4 separate regions of the Mus musculus genome follow, and regions 1, 2 and 4 are each linked to region 3. The links are chromatin contacts, called in public Hi-C and HiChIP or PLAC-seq maps. All regions are on one chromosome and are shown on one strand. Each heading gives the region's core, a stretch centred on a gene start, on an enhancer-like site or on the middle of the called end of the contact. The rest is flanking DNA. Distances are from core to core; before and after follow the strand shown.

Region 1 (2,718 bases), core at 142-2,641, 200 kb before region 3:
TTGTAGAGCCTCAGCACTTGCAAACACTGCCTCATCCTTCCTTCCTTCCTTCCTTCCTTCCTTCCTTCCTTCCTTCCTTCCTTTCTTTCTTTCTTTCTTTCTTTCTTTCTTTCTTTCTTAAAATTTTGTTTATTTGATTTGGTATGCATTTATGTGTGTGCCCCAGAAGGGCACAAAGGGTTCAGATCTCCTGGAATTGAGGGACAGACAGTTGTAACTGGTCATGTGGGTACTAAGGATTGAACCTACATCCTTTGGAAGAACAGTCAGTGCCCTTAACAGCTGAGTCATCTCTCCAGCCCCAACACTGACTCTTCTGAGTGATTCAGCCCTAGTTTTTCACTTACAGGTGAAGCCCATACAAGTGGACAGAGCTAAGATCAGACAGGGAACGTTCCCACTCCACCCCACCAGAAAGATAAGAGCCAGAGCTCTGGAATTACAGACTGAGCTACACCTAGCTTCTGTAATGCTAAGGATCAAACCCGGGGCTTCGGAGCATGCTAGGAAAGTGGTCTACCAATGCCTGGGCTCCTTGCAGTTCAATGTGTGATTATTCTTACTTCTTTCCTTCCTCCCTTCCTCCCTTCCTTCTCTTTCTCCCTACCTCCCTCTCTTCTTCTCCTTTTCCTTTGAACAATTAAGAACAGAGCATCTATTGTGTGTCACGAATGATCTGGATGCGGGACATGTAGCCGTGAGAACACACTTCGGTGTTTCTGATTTACAAGGAGACATACTGGATAAATAAATATACAGCAAGCTGTGTGGTTATACACACGCTGGAGAAGACAGCACGGGGTGGAGGGGCAGAGAATGATTCAGAAGAAACGGACTTAGTCCTGGAGGGTCAAGGAAGGAGTCTCAAAGGGACGTGTGGGTGCCGGGCGTGGTGGCGCACGCCTTAAATCCCAACACTCGGGAGGCAGAGGCAGGCAGATTTCTGAGTTCGAGGCCAGCCTGGTCTACAGAGTGAGTTCCAGGACAGCCAGGGCTACACAGAGAAACCCTGTCTAGAACCACCCCCCCAAAGGACACATGGGACATCTGAGGTGGGGTAGGGTGAGGGAATACTCCAGGCAAAAAGAAAAGCAAGGGCAAAGGTCCTGAGGCAGGAATGTCAAGCTCTAGTGTAGTCTGAGTGAGGGCAATTTCTGATTATGATGCAGGGGATGATGGGGAGGAGGTGGGAGCCAGAGTCGGTGGGTCCTGAAGTTACAGCAGTGTTTAGCCTTTATTCCAGGCATAGATCGTGCAGGGGAGTGACTCGGCATAGCCTGCCACACAGCCTCCCCGACCACTGATATCACCAGGCTCAGCCTGTGCTGAGCAATAAGGGGAACCAGGTTTGGGAGCCAGGCCTTGAGCTCAGCACGGCCTCTCAGCGTTACTGAGAAAAACCTTCCCCTTCTCTGAATCCCCAGAGTGAAATGGGAACATCAGGCTGGGTGGTGTCTAAGGTCCTTCCTACAAGATTCGTACATTCTGACCTCGACAGTGAGAGCCCTAAAGGATCTGTCTGCCTCTGATACAGAAAAAGGCCAGGGAACCGCAGCCACATTTCTGAAGCCCCTGACTCTTACCCAACTGCAAACCATCTTCTCATAGCTCTCAGCATGAAGAGTCCAGCCAAAGAATCGGCCTCGGCCCTCAGTTATAGATGCGAAACATGACCAACAGCAGGGCCGGTAAGGTGGCTCAGCTCGCCGCCATGTCTGATGGCCCGACCTCTACAATTGGTTCCTGACTCCTGTGTGTTGTTTTCTCACCTACACACACGCACACACACACACACACACACACACACACACACACACACACACACGCACACACGCACATGCATGCATGCACACACGCATGCACGCACACGTGCACATGCATGCACACAACAAACACTGTTTAAGTATTTTTATGATTCTGAAGTCATACCATTAAAGAGAGCACAGATTTCACACACGTCATGATGGAGTGCGGCCTACAGAAGCCAAGTCATCGAGGTGCTCAGAGCCTGCACCCCTCAATGGCTGCTTTAACTTTCCTTTCCTTTCCTTTCCTTTCCTTTCCTTTCCTTTCCTTTCCTTTCCTTTCCTTTCCTTTCCTTTCCTTTCCTTTCCTTTTCTTCTGTATTTAGTCTTTTTCAAGACAGGGTCTCAGCTATATGGTGAACTGGAACTCACTCTGCAGACATGCTAGCCTTGAACTCATAGAGATCTGCCTGCCACTGCCCCCAAGGTGCTGGGATCCAAGGTGGCGTGCTTCAGCACACCTTGCTCTTCCTGCCTGCTCCCTTGAGGGCCCTGTCTTGGATCATCCATCATCGGGTGGCGTTGAAAAGAAGGAAGGCTCCACACTCTTCCATCCAGTTGCAGGAACAAGGTCTGTTTCCCCCGTCAGCCTGGGAGTCCCTGTGAATATGGATCCATCAGACTTCGAGAGCATCAGGTGTCTCTCCCTAGGCCTTAGCCATCAGACTGAGTCTCTCTCAGGAGAACTTTGTCTTCCACTCCAATGGGGCGCTCCCCAAGACAGAAGTGGGTCCCTGCAGCAGGGGTCTTGCCCCTCTTTTGGCCTAGAAGCATCCTGAAGATGGGGTTTGTCTTCCCCACTTCCTGCTCCCCACAGCCTTCTCTGTTTTGAGCAGTTTCTTTAAACAGTTTCTTTAAACAGGGCAGAGTGAAACACTTAGTTGGAACCACCCCACCCAGGTACAAGGCCCTG
Region 2 (2,700 bases), core at 176-2,675, 140 kb after region 3:
TGGGGATTGAACTCAAGACATGTGGAAGAGCCGCCAATGCTCTTAACCTCTGAGCTCTCTCTCCAGCCCTCATGTTTTAAAATTTTTATCACATTTATTTATTTGTAAGTGTCTGTTGGAGTAGGAGAGCTAAGTCAGTAGAGTGTTTGCTATTGCAAGCATGAAGACGTGAGCTTGCTTTTTAGAACCAATATTTATAATCCACATTTATAATCCCAGCACTGGGAAGGCACGACTAGACCTTGCTGGCCGACTGGCCTAGCCTACTGCAGAGTCCCTGCCTCTGGGAAGTCCCATCTTAAAGAGCAAGGTAGAGAGCCAATGAGAAAGAACACATGAGAGTGTCCTCTAGCCTCTACACACCTGTGAGTACTTACACAATTGGGGCATCCATGCATACAAACACACACACTCAAGCAAGTTCACACACACCTGTATAGTTACAAAATAAAACCCACCCGAGGTACATGGACCCTGAGGAGGAACGCTCAGAGTTCTCTTTTCCCACAATTAGGCCAGGTGGTGGCTCACACTTGAAATCCCAGTATTTTGGAGGCTGAGGCAGGAGGATTACAGCTGGGCAGTGGTGGCGCATGCCTTTAGTCCCAGCACTTGGGAGGCGGAGGCAGGCAGATTTTAGAGTTCTAGGTTAGCCTGGTCTACAGAGTGAGTTCCAGGACAGCCATGGCTACACAGAGAAGCCCTGTCTCAAAAAACAAAAGAAAACAAAAACAAAAAAAAAGAGTTGGAGACCAGCCTGAGCTTACAGAGTGAGACCCCCTATTTTTGTTGTTTGTTTTTATTTTATTTGTGTTTAAAGCAGTTATACGAGGAGGGAACAAGGAGAAGCATGCTAGTTGGGATAATATAAGACTAAGACGTGACTCAATTAAAAACAGTCATTTATGTATCTATTTGCTGTATGTGTGGGGGTTTAACCATCGGAGCAAGCATGTGGAAGTCTGAGGACTACTGTGGAAGTCTCAGGTTGTCTCCCACCTTGTAGGTCCCAGGGATCAAACTCAAGCCTGGTGTAGGCCTGGTGAGCAATCATCTCTCCCCCTAACCATTGTGCTCCCCTTGCCGCCGTTTTTTGGGGGAGGGGTAAAAACAGTAATGTTGAGAGATTCATTCATTGCTTCTCTCAGACTGCCACCCATGAGCCTAAGTGCTTCCTCAGTTGCACACACCCATGCAGGGGAGGACATCTTTGTCTGAACATCCTAAGTCTAGAGAACACTTTGTGAGTGACGCCCTGTTAATGAGGACCAGTCACCAGCCTTTGTAGAGCATCCGCTACCTCCAGCACCAGCCAGGTGCCTTGACAGAACCTAGCGTCAAGAAATGGTGGCTTAGCGTACTGACGCAGGATGCCACAGCTGGCCCCGGGGGAGATGGGAAGGGATAAAAATAGACAAAGCCTGGTCCTCGTCTCCTGGAGGCTGGGAGTCCAGGGATAGACATGACTAATTATGAGTCACTCGAGGTGGTGTGTGTTATCAAGGAAAAGGAAGTTGTTTGGAAGTACAAAGAAGAGAGAAGCAAGGGGAAAGGGCAGGCAGGGGAGCCGCCAGAGGAAGTGAATGTCACGAGAGACGGGGACAGGGACAGAACTGGCCAGGCTCTGCTTCCTAGAATCCTGTGGGCATCCAGGAGTTTCTGGAACATCAGAGTTCCTGGCATTTGGGTGGGTTCGGGATGGGAAGGTGAAGAGAAAGAGTTGGAGCTGGGGGTGGGGGGAGTGGGGGGGTCGGCAGTGCCTGAGAAAGGCTGTTGCCATGGTTCCCTGGAAAAAACAATGGGGCCAAACAGAGGTCAATGGAAATGAAATGGAGATCACCTGAGAATGATCTGTGCTCCAAGACCAAAGTGTGAATCTGTTTTGTATTTTGTTTGTTTGTTTGGTTTTACGAGAGAGGAGTTCTCCCTGTAATAGTCCTAGGTGTACTGGAACTCACTTTGTGGACCAGGCTGGCCTCGAACTTCCAGCACTGGGATCAAAGGCTTGTGCCCCCATGCCTGGCCAGTCTGAACTTGTAAAATAGGCATATACTTACCCAATGTCTGTAGCCAGTGCTGATACCAACCAAAGGCTGGCTCAGAGCGAGGATTTAAGGTGCAAAAGGAGTAGCATGGTCCAGAAGAGCTTTTTACCCAATCCACGGGGTTTCTGCACAGTCCTACAAATAAAGCTGGTCTCCTGTCCGGCAGAGACTGGCTTACCACAGCAGGAGCCTATTCCTTTGACCTGCACTGGAGAGAGGCTGTCGGGCAAGCTTCCATTATCAAAACTGGAATTTGCTGTGTGTGGTAGTTTGAGCCTGTAATTGCAGCACTTGGGAAGTGGAGGCAGGAGGACTTGCCACATGTTCAAGACCAGCCTGGGCTATATAGTGAGACCCTATCTTCATTGAAGAGTAAAAAAATAACTTTAAAAAGTAATGCAAGGCATGAGAGACGGCTCAGCAGTTAAGAGCACTGGCTTCTCTTGTGGAGGACTGGGTCAGTTCCCAGCACCCACATGGTGGCTCACAGTGCGCTGTAACTCCAGTTCCAGGGGATCTGACACTCTTCTAGCCTCCTCCAGTGCTAGGCTTCTACGCAGTACACATCCCTATATATATGCAAGCCAAATGCTCATGAGATAAAAATAAATGCTACGAAGTGCAGGTCGGATGCACGAATGTAAAGCAGGCGGGC
Region 3 (2,700 bases), core at 178-2,677:
TCTTTGGCTACCAGGCTTTTAAGACAATGGCCCCCCCAAGTAATAGGAGTTGGAAAAGGCTGGGGAGTCTGGCATCAACCAGAGCTTGAGCTTGCCTCCCAGAAAGAGGTGTCTTACAGTTTCTACAACTTGCAAGAGAGACTGGAGTCAAGATAATGATGGACCAGCGATGGACTAGGACCACACCTTGACCAGGGCTGCCCTTTCTTTAAAACTAAACCTCATGTCAGGACTCTGAAAGGTAGTGAACTTGAGGGTGGGCAGATGGTCACTGGACCTTTTTGTCCCTCTCCCCAATGTGGCTATATCGAATAAGTCTCCTTTCTCTGTCTCTTCATTATTGCTTATCTCTTTAATTGTTATATTGAGGATATATGCTTGAGCCTAGCTTGTTAGAGCCGCAGGTTCCAAGGTCTAACCCTAACAACTCCAGTACAAGATACCAGCCTCTTCCTACAGGGCAATTAGGGTTTGTCTGGTCATCTGTGAGAGCCTAATCTTCTCCACGAAGATAATTTAAAAGATATTCAAATACATGTCACAAATTACAGTCAGTGTATATAAGCCTCCAATCGGTCTGCTTTTAGATCTGCTTCTGTCAGTATAGTCTTAAAGCAATGCAGCTAAAAAAAAAAAAATATCCAGTATTTCTTCTGTTGCTTTGTGGCCTGCCATTGAACCTTAAAGTCTTTTTTTTTTTTTTTTTTTTTTTTTTTTCCTTGACCTTTTGAGAAACTGCAAAAAACAATGGCAGTCGCAGCTCTAGCCCTGGCTCTCCCTCCGCGCAGCCGCAGGAGTAGGCAGGCTGGACGCGGAAGTAAGCGCGTGCTTCCAGGGTTGTCTGACTCTGAGAGTTGGTCTTTAAGTTGATTCGTTGGACGCCTTTTCTGATGCAACAAGACTTAAGGAAAGAAAAGGATATATATCAATCAATGGTCATAAATTAAATGTCTTGCAATTGTACCTTAAAACTTTTCAAAATCTCGGTACTAAATACACCTCGGTGACTAGTGCCAGGATGACAAGGCATTAGAACCTCCGGGATAGAACGCGCGATTCATTCATTCTTTTGACAATTGAGGGTTTATCAGATACCAGACTTTTGACAGACAGCTGTGTGTCTATCGCGCCAGGAATGATTATTCTTGGTGCTGGGGAGATAAAAAAAAAATGACAAGAATAAATAGGACTAAGAGACTAAGACGAGATCTCAAACGTTATTTCGTTCTTCTGGTGTCAAGCCCCTCTCACGGATTCTAAATTGTCTTTTTCCAGGCTTCCGCCAGGGGATGGACTACAACTCCCATGATACTCGTGTGCCGCTCCTTATTAGAGGCTTCGCTTCTCTCCCTGGCCGCTCAGGGGACGACTACAGTACCCAGAATGCCCTGCTCCCTCGCTTGGGTGTTTTTGCCCCTCTCTTGGCGTTGAACGCGGTAGTGGCTGTCCGGAGTGCCAGGCCTGGGGTTCTCGGTGTCCTTCCCCCGGTCACGGGCGAGGAGGCGACTTGACTTCTGGGCGCCGAGCCCGGGCGCGCGCGCAAGCGGCTGCCGTCCCCGCTGCAGGTTCGCGTCCCGCTTTGCTCCTCGCGCATCTCGGCTCGGCGGCAGCCCGGACGGCCCGGGACTGACGGCCCCAGGACAGGGGTGACCGTCGCGGCTGCGGGAGCAGAGGCGAAGCTGAGGCCCGGGGAGAGGCGACAGCGGCGAGAGCACCCGGGGAGAGGAGGAGGAGAGAAGATGGCGTCGGAGATGGAGCCCGAGGTGCAGGCCATCGACCGCAGTTTGCTGGAATGTTCTGCCGAAGAGATCGCAGGGGTGAGTGCGGGAGCCCGGGAGGGCTACGTCCGGCCCTCGTAGGCCGCGCCCCGGGGGAGGAACAGAGTCCTGGGAATCCCGGAGCCCGCCACTGACTTCGGCTAACAGCGGCGCTGGCCATGTCCCGTGGGGAAAAGGACCCAGGAGGCCATCGAGCCTGCTCCGCGCCTTCGGTGCTCAGATCCTCCTTATACGCGGCGACTCTTACTACAGAGCTTTCATTATCCCTAATTAGCTTCACTCTCCATTAAGTCTACAACACTTGGGTTTTTGCCCTATATGCTGGCTGTTGGAAGATGGGAGCGAGCGGCTTCCTAACGTTGTCGTATAAGCGCCCTACTTTACCTTCTGATGCCATTTCTTAGGATAAGCGGAGCAGTGTCTGCGCCGAAGGATTCTATCCTCTCCCAGCTCCAACTTTGTTGCTGGGGGGCGGGGAGGGGAGTTTACCCAGGCTGCAGGCAGCACAGTCCAACATTACCCCCTCGGTGCTTTTTTAAAAAGTTGTTTTGCACTTGTTTATTTCGTTAGATGGTAACCTTGGTGCCTGTGTGTAATGTAGTGGTGCCTCGACACGTTTGCTAAGCATGGAGGCTGGCAGATTTAAAAAAAAAAATACATAATTTTTCTAGGAGTTGGGAAAAGTTGGACGGAGAACAAACGTTATATAACTTTGAAAAAGCAGCTTTGGTGAACAGATGCAAGCTCATTAATGATAGCGTTGATCACAGCCTATCAGGAACCCTTAGGCCCTAAACTTAAGCCATTCAGACACAGTAAAGACTTAAAATGTAGTATCAACAAGCGCCGATACAAGTAGCAAAGTTACAAAGACAACAACTTTCAACAAACTCAGCGTCATCTTTTGCCAGTGAGGGCAGGG
Region 4 (2,721 bases), core at 98-2,597, 240 kb after region 3:
TAATGAGATCTGACGCCCTCTTCTGGTGTATCTGAAGACAGCTACAGTGTACTTACATAAAATAAATAAATCTTTAAAAAGAGCCGTTCGCCCAGTCCCCTGGGCATCTGGCACCGTTTCACAAGTCCTGCGGGGAGGAAAGAATGCTCCCTCAGAAACCCAGGGCTTAATTCCCAACTACTAGTTTCAGCCTTGGAGATGAATCTGGGTAAGGCACCTGCTGCCAAGCCAGAGCTTAACCGGGGGGGGGGGGGGGGGGGGGGGGGTCTGGTGCATGGTGGGAGGAGAAAGCCAACTCCTATGGGGGTACCAACTACCAAACTGCCTCTGCTCGCACTACCTTAGTTGCTCCCAAGAGTCAGGGTTTTTTAAGATTTAGTTATGTGGCCAAGCACACTGACAACAGAAGAGGGCGTCAGATCCCATTAAAATGTGAGTCACCATGTTTGCTGGAAATTGAACCTTGATCCTCTGGAAGAGCACCGAGCCCTCTCTCCAGTCCCCCAACTCCAAGAACCAGGGTTTCTATGTATCACTCTGGGAAGGAACCTTTTCATCAAACCCAAACGACTGCCAAGTTAGAAATGCCTTTTGGATATCGGTTTATCGGTATCATCAGAACAAGCGGGTCCAGGAGGTTGTGCTGTCCTACAGTGACAAGGGAAACTTATTTCCGTTACACAAATGGACTAGGACACAGTATGAAGTTGAAATTTGGCATCCAAAAACAAAATTACTAGGCAACATTGAGTCCCACAGGTGGCAAGTGTCCAGACTCAAGTTTGTGTAGGACCCAGTCATGCCCTCGGGAAACACCTCGAGCATCAGGAAACCCTTGGGCCTCCGTCGAGTTGGGCGGCTGGACTGCCCCGGGATCGCTCCTCGATGGTCGGAGGCTGCGTCCTCGTGTCTAGGGCGATGGTGCAGGGTGAGGCGGCCGAGCCCGCATCTTCCCAGGGCTTGGGCCTCCGAGGGAGCAGAGACGCGGTGGGTTCACCGTGGGTCGCAGTGATGTGGCGTTTCTCCAGGCCCGGGACCTCCTGGCCCTTCTGTACCAGGTGCAGGAGCTCCGCCAGGGTCACCGAGGCAGGAGCTGGCTCGGCAGACGCCAGTGCACCGCTCGGACTGGAGACACCGCCACGCTGGTCCATGTCCTGCCACCAGCTCATCCCCCGGATCCGGCTGTAAGCACTTCCGGGTGGAGTGGGAGCAACCACTTCGTGAAAAGTAGAGGGGAGCTTAGTAACTTAGCCCAGGGTAGACCTTCCAAGACCCGGGCTATTTGTGCAGAAGCTGCAGCCTGGGTTAACCTCCAGCTCTCATTCCACAACATGAGATGTGCTGCGGTGGGTGAGGAGCGGGCGGGGTGGGGTGGGGGAACGAGCCAAAAAGTGAAGTTTTTGCACCCAGTGAGACAAGTGTGAGGAGGCGTGGCTGTACAAAAGCACTTCCCTTTGGCACGTGTAGATGCGGACGCAGGCTGCGCGCTCAGGGCCGGGAGGGTCGTCTTGGTAGTTTGAGTCTCGCGCTACAGTCCAGAGCGTGATTCTGTATGCTTTTCCAAGCAAGCAAGCAAGCGCTCGTCACATTTGTTAATTGTGGTACTAAGGATCAAATCCCTGGTTTTTGTTGTTGTTGTTTGGGTTTGGGTTATGTGTTGTTTGGGATTTGTAGTCAATTTTGGTTTGAGCCAAGGATTCGTCATCTCCCAATGTCTGCTGCGCTACACCTCCCAATGCTGTTCAGATTTCTGTATCAAAGCTATCCTGACAGGATGCAGTGGCTCATGCTTGTAACACCATATGCTCGGGCCATAGAGCCAGCCGAGTTACACACTGAAACATGTAAGTATATAATAAACAGCTTGATCTGGCACAGATCAAGAAATCAGTAAGTAAAGCATACTTTGCATAATGTTAAAAGCACACAGCATGTTTACCCTTCACCGGAAACAACCCCATGAAACCCAAAAAGTGGGTAAGATGGCTCAGCAGGTAGGGCTATTGAATTTTTATCCCCGTTCTCATGTTTTCAAGGTCTCCTGTAGCCAAAGCTGACCTTGAACTTGAACTCACAATATAGTCTGTGTGTGTGTGCGTGCGCGCGCGTATGCACGCGTCTGACTTCGGATCCTTGCCTTCGAAGGGCAGAAGTAGGCAGACCGCCGCATCCAGCTGGCATTTATCTGGGTTTGTGGGCATTCAAATTCTGACCCTCACACCTGCACGGCAGGCACTAACTGCTGACCATTCCCAACCGCGGCTTTGAACTCCTGGCCCTCCACCTCCGCAGTGCTGGGATTACAGGGGTCCATGTCCAGTATGTGCTGGGAATTGAATTGTATTGTATGGTGCCGGGAATGGAGCACAGGAGTTTATATGTATTAGCCAAGCACTCTACTAACTGAGAGCTCTGTCTGCAGCCCCTCTGGCACACTTTTCCTCATGTAATGCTGAACCTCTTAGGGCTTCCTTTCCTTTCCTTTCCTTTCCTTTCCTTTCCTTTCCTTTCCTTTCCTTTCCTTTCCTTTTCTGTTTTGTTTTTCAAGACAGGGTTTCTCTGTGTAGCCCTGGCTGTCCTGGAACTCACTCTGTAGACCAGGCTGGCCTCGAACTCAGAAATCCACCTGCCTCTGCCTCCCAAGTGCTGGAATTAAAGGCGGGTGCCACTACTGCCCGGGCCCCCCTTTAATTTTATTATGTGCATCTATGTCTGTGTACT

Evidence for each region. Hi-C and Micro-C count contacts between places; a contact is called where the count stands out from the background. HiChIP or PLAC-seq counts read pairs in DNA pulled down with a chosen protein or histone mark.
Region 1: a contact with region 3 is called in an H3K4me3 HiChIP or PLAC-seq map of bone marrow-derived macrophages, with 2.4 times the contacts expected there. The contact joins the enhancer-like site here to the promoter of Ubr2 in region 3. A contact is called at or near these places in 2 of 39 promoter capture datasets (both in the 3T3-L1 cell line), 3 of 115 datasets of contacts at active chromatin or transcription factors (bone marrow-derived macrophages, embryonic stem cells and extraembryonic endoderm stem cells) and 1 of 9 other capture datasets (macrophages).
Region 2: a contact with region 3 is called in a FOXA1 HiChIP or PLAC-seq map of pancreatic cancer cells. The contact joins the enhancer-like site here to the promoter of Ubr2 in region 3. A contact is called at or near these places in 1 of 39 promoter capture datasets (hematopoietic stem and progenitor cells), 3 of 484 Hi-C or Micro-C datasets (CD4 T cells, group 2 innate lymphoid cells and nephron progenitors), 4 of 115 datasets of contacts at active chromatin or transcription factors (the HPC-7 cell line, the SCID.adh cell line, embryonic stem cells and 1 more) and 2 of 9 other capture datasets (adipose tissue and liver).
Region 4: a contact with region 3 is called in a Hi-C map of CD8 T cells, with 2.9 times the contacts expected there. The contact joins the promoter of 2310039H08Rik here to the promoter of Ubr2 in region 3. A contact is called at or near these places in 4 of 39 promoter capture datasets (the SN4741 cell line, hippocampal neurons, liver and 1 more), 1 of 15 datasets of contacts at CTCF or cohesin (the NIH/3T3 cell line), 11 of 484 Hi-C or Micro-C datasets (CD4 T cells, CD8 T cells, embryonic fibroblasts and 8 more), 9 of 115 datasets of contacts at active chromatin or transcription factors (the 230-238 cell line, the SCID.adh cell line, effector CD8 T cells and 4 more) and 3 of 9 other capture datasets (adipose tissue, liver and pancreatic islet).

The regions. Positions count from the first base shown.
Region 1 is chr17:47,212,939-47,215,656 of GRCm38.p6, reverse strand. It overlaps a transcript of Trerf1 not described here. Among named protein-coding and RNA genes, the nearest start is that of Trerf1, 16 kb to the left of the region's middle. Within about 2 kb of position 1,391, at least 45 of the 459 cell types and tissues checked have an H3K27ac peak or open chromatin away from gene starts, as enhancers often do. A contact at or near this core is called in bone marrow-derived macrophages and macrophages, where this site is marked.
Region 2 is chr17:46,873,091-46,875,790 of GRCm38.p6, reverse strand. It overlaps a transcript of Bicral not described here. Among named protein-coding and RNA genes, the nearest start is that of Tbcc, 16 kb to the left of the region's middle. Within about 2 kb of position 1,425, at least 116 of the 459 cell types and tissues checked have an H3K27ac peak or open chromatin away from gene starts, as enhancers often do. A contact at or near this core is called in the HPC-7 cell line, adipose tissue, liver and 1 more, where this site is marked.
Region 3 is chr17:47,009,259-47,011,958 of GRCm38.p6, reverse strand. It overlaps Ubr2 (ubiquitin protein ligase E3 component n-recognin 2), which reads left to right and starts at 1,427. Exons shown (of 47, transcript NM_146078.3): 1 at 1,427-1,817. The coding sequence starts at 1,740.
Region 4 is chr17:46,771,261-46,773,981 of GRCm38.p6, reverse strand. 2310039H08Rik (RIKEN cDNA 2310039H08 gene) reads right to left here and starts at 1,347. Exons shown (of 1, transcript NM_025966.3): 1 at 575-1,347. The coding sequence starts at 1,169. The coding sequence ends at 825. It overlaps Rpl7l1 (ribosomal protein L7-like 1), which reads left to right. Exons shown (of 7, transcript NM_025433.3): 7 at 1-75.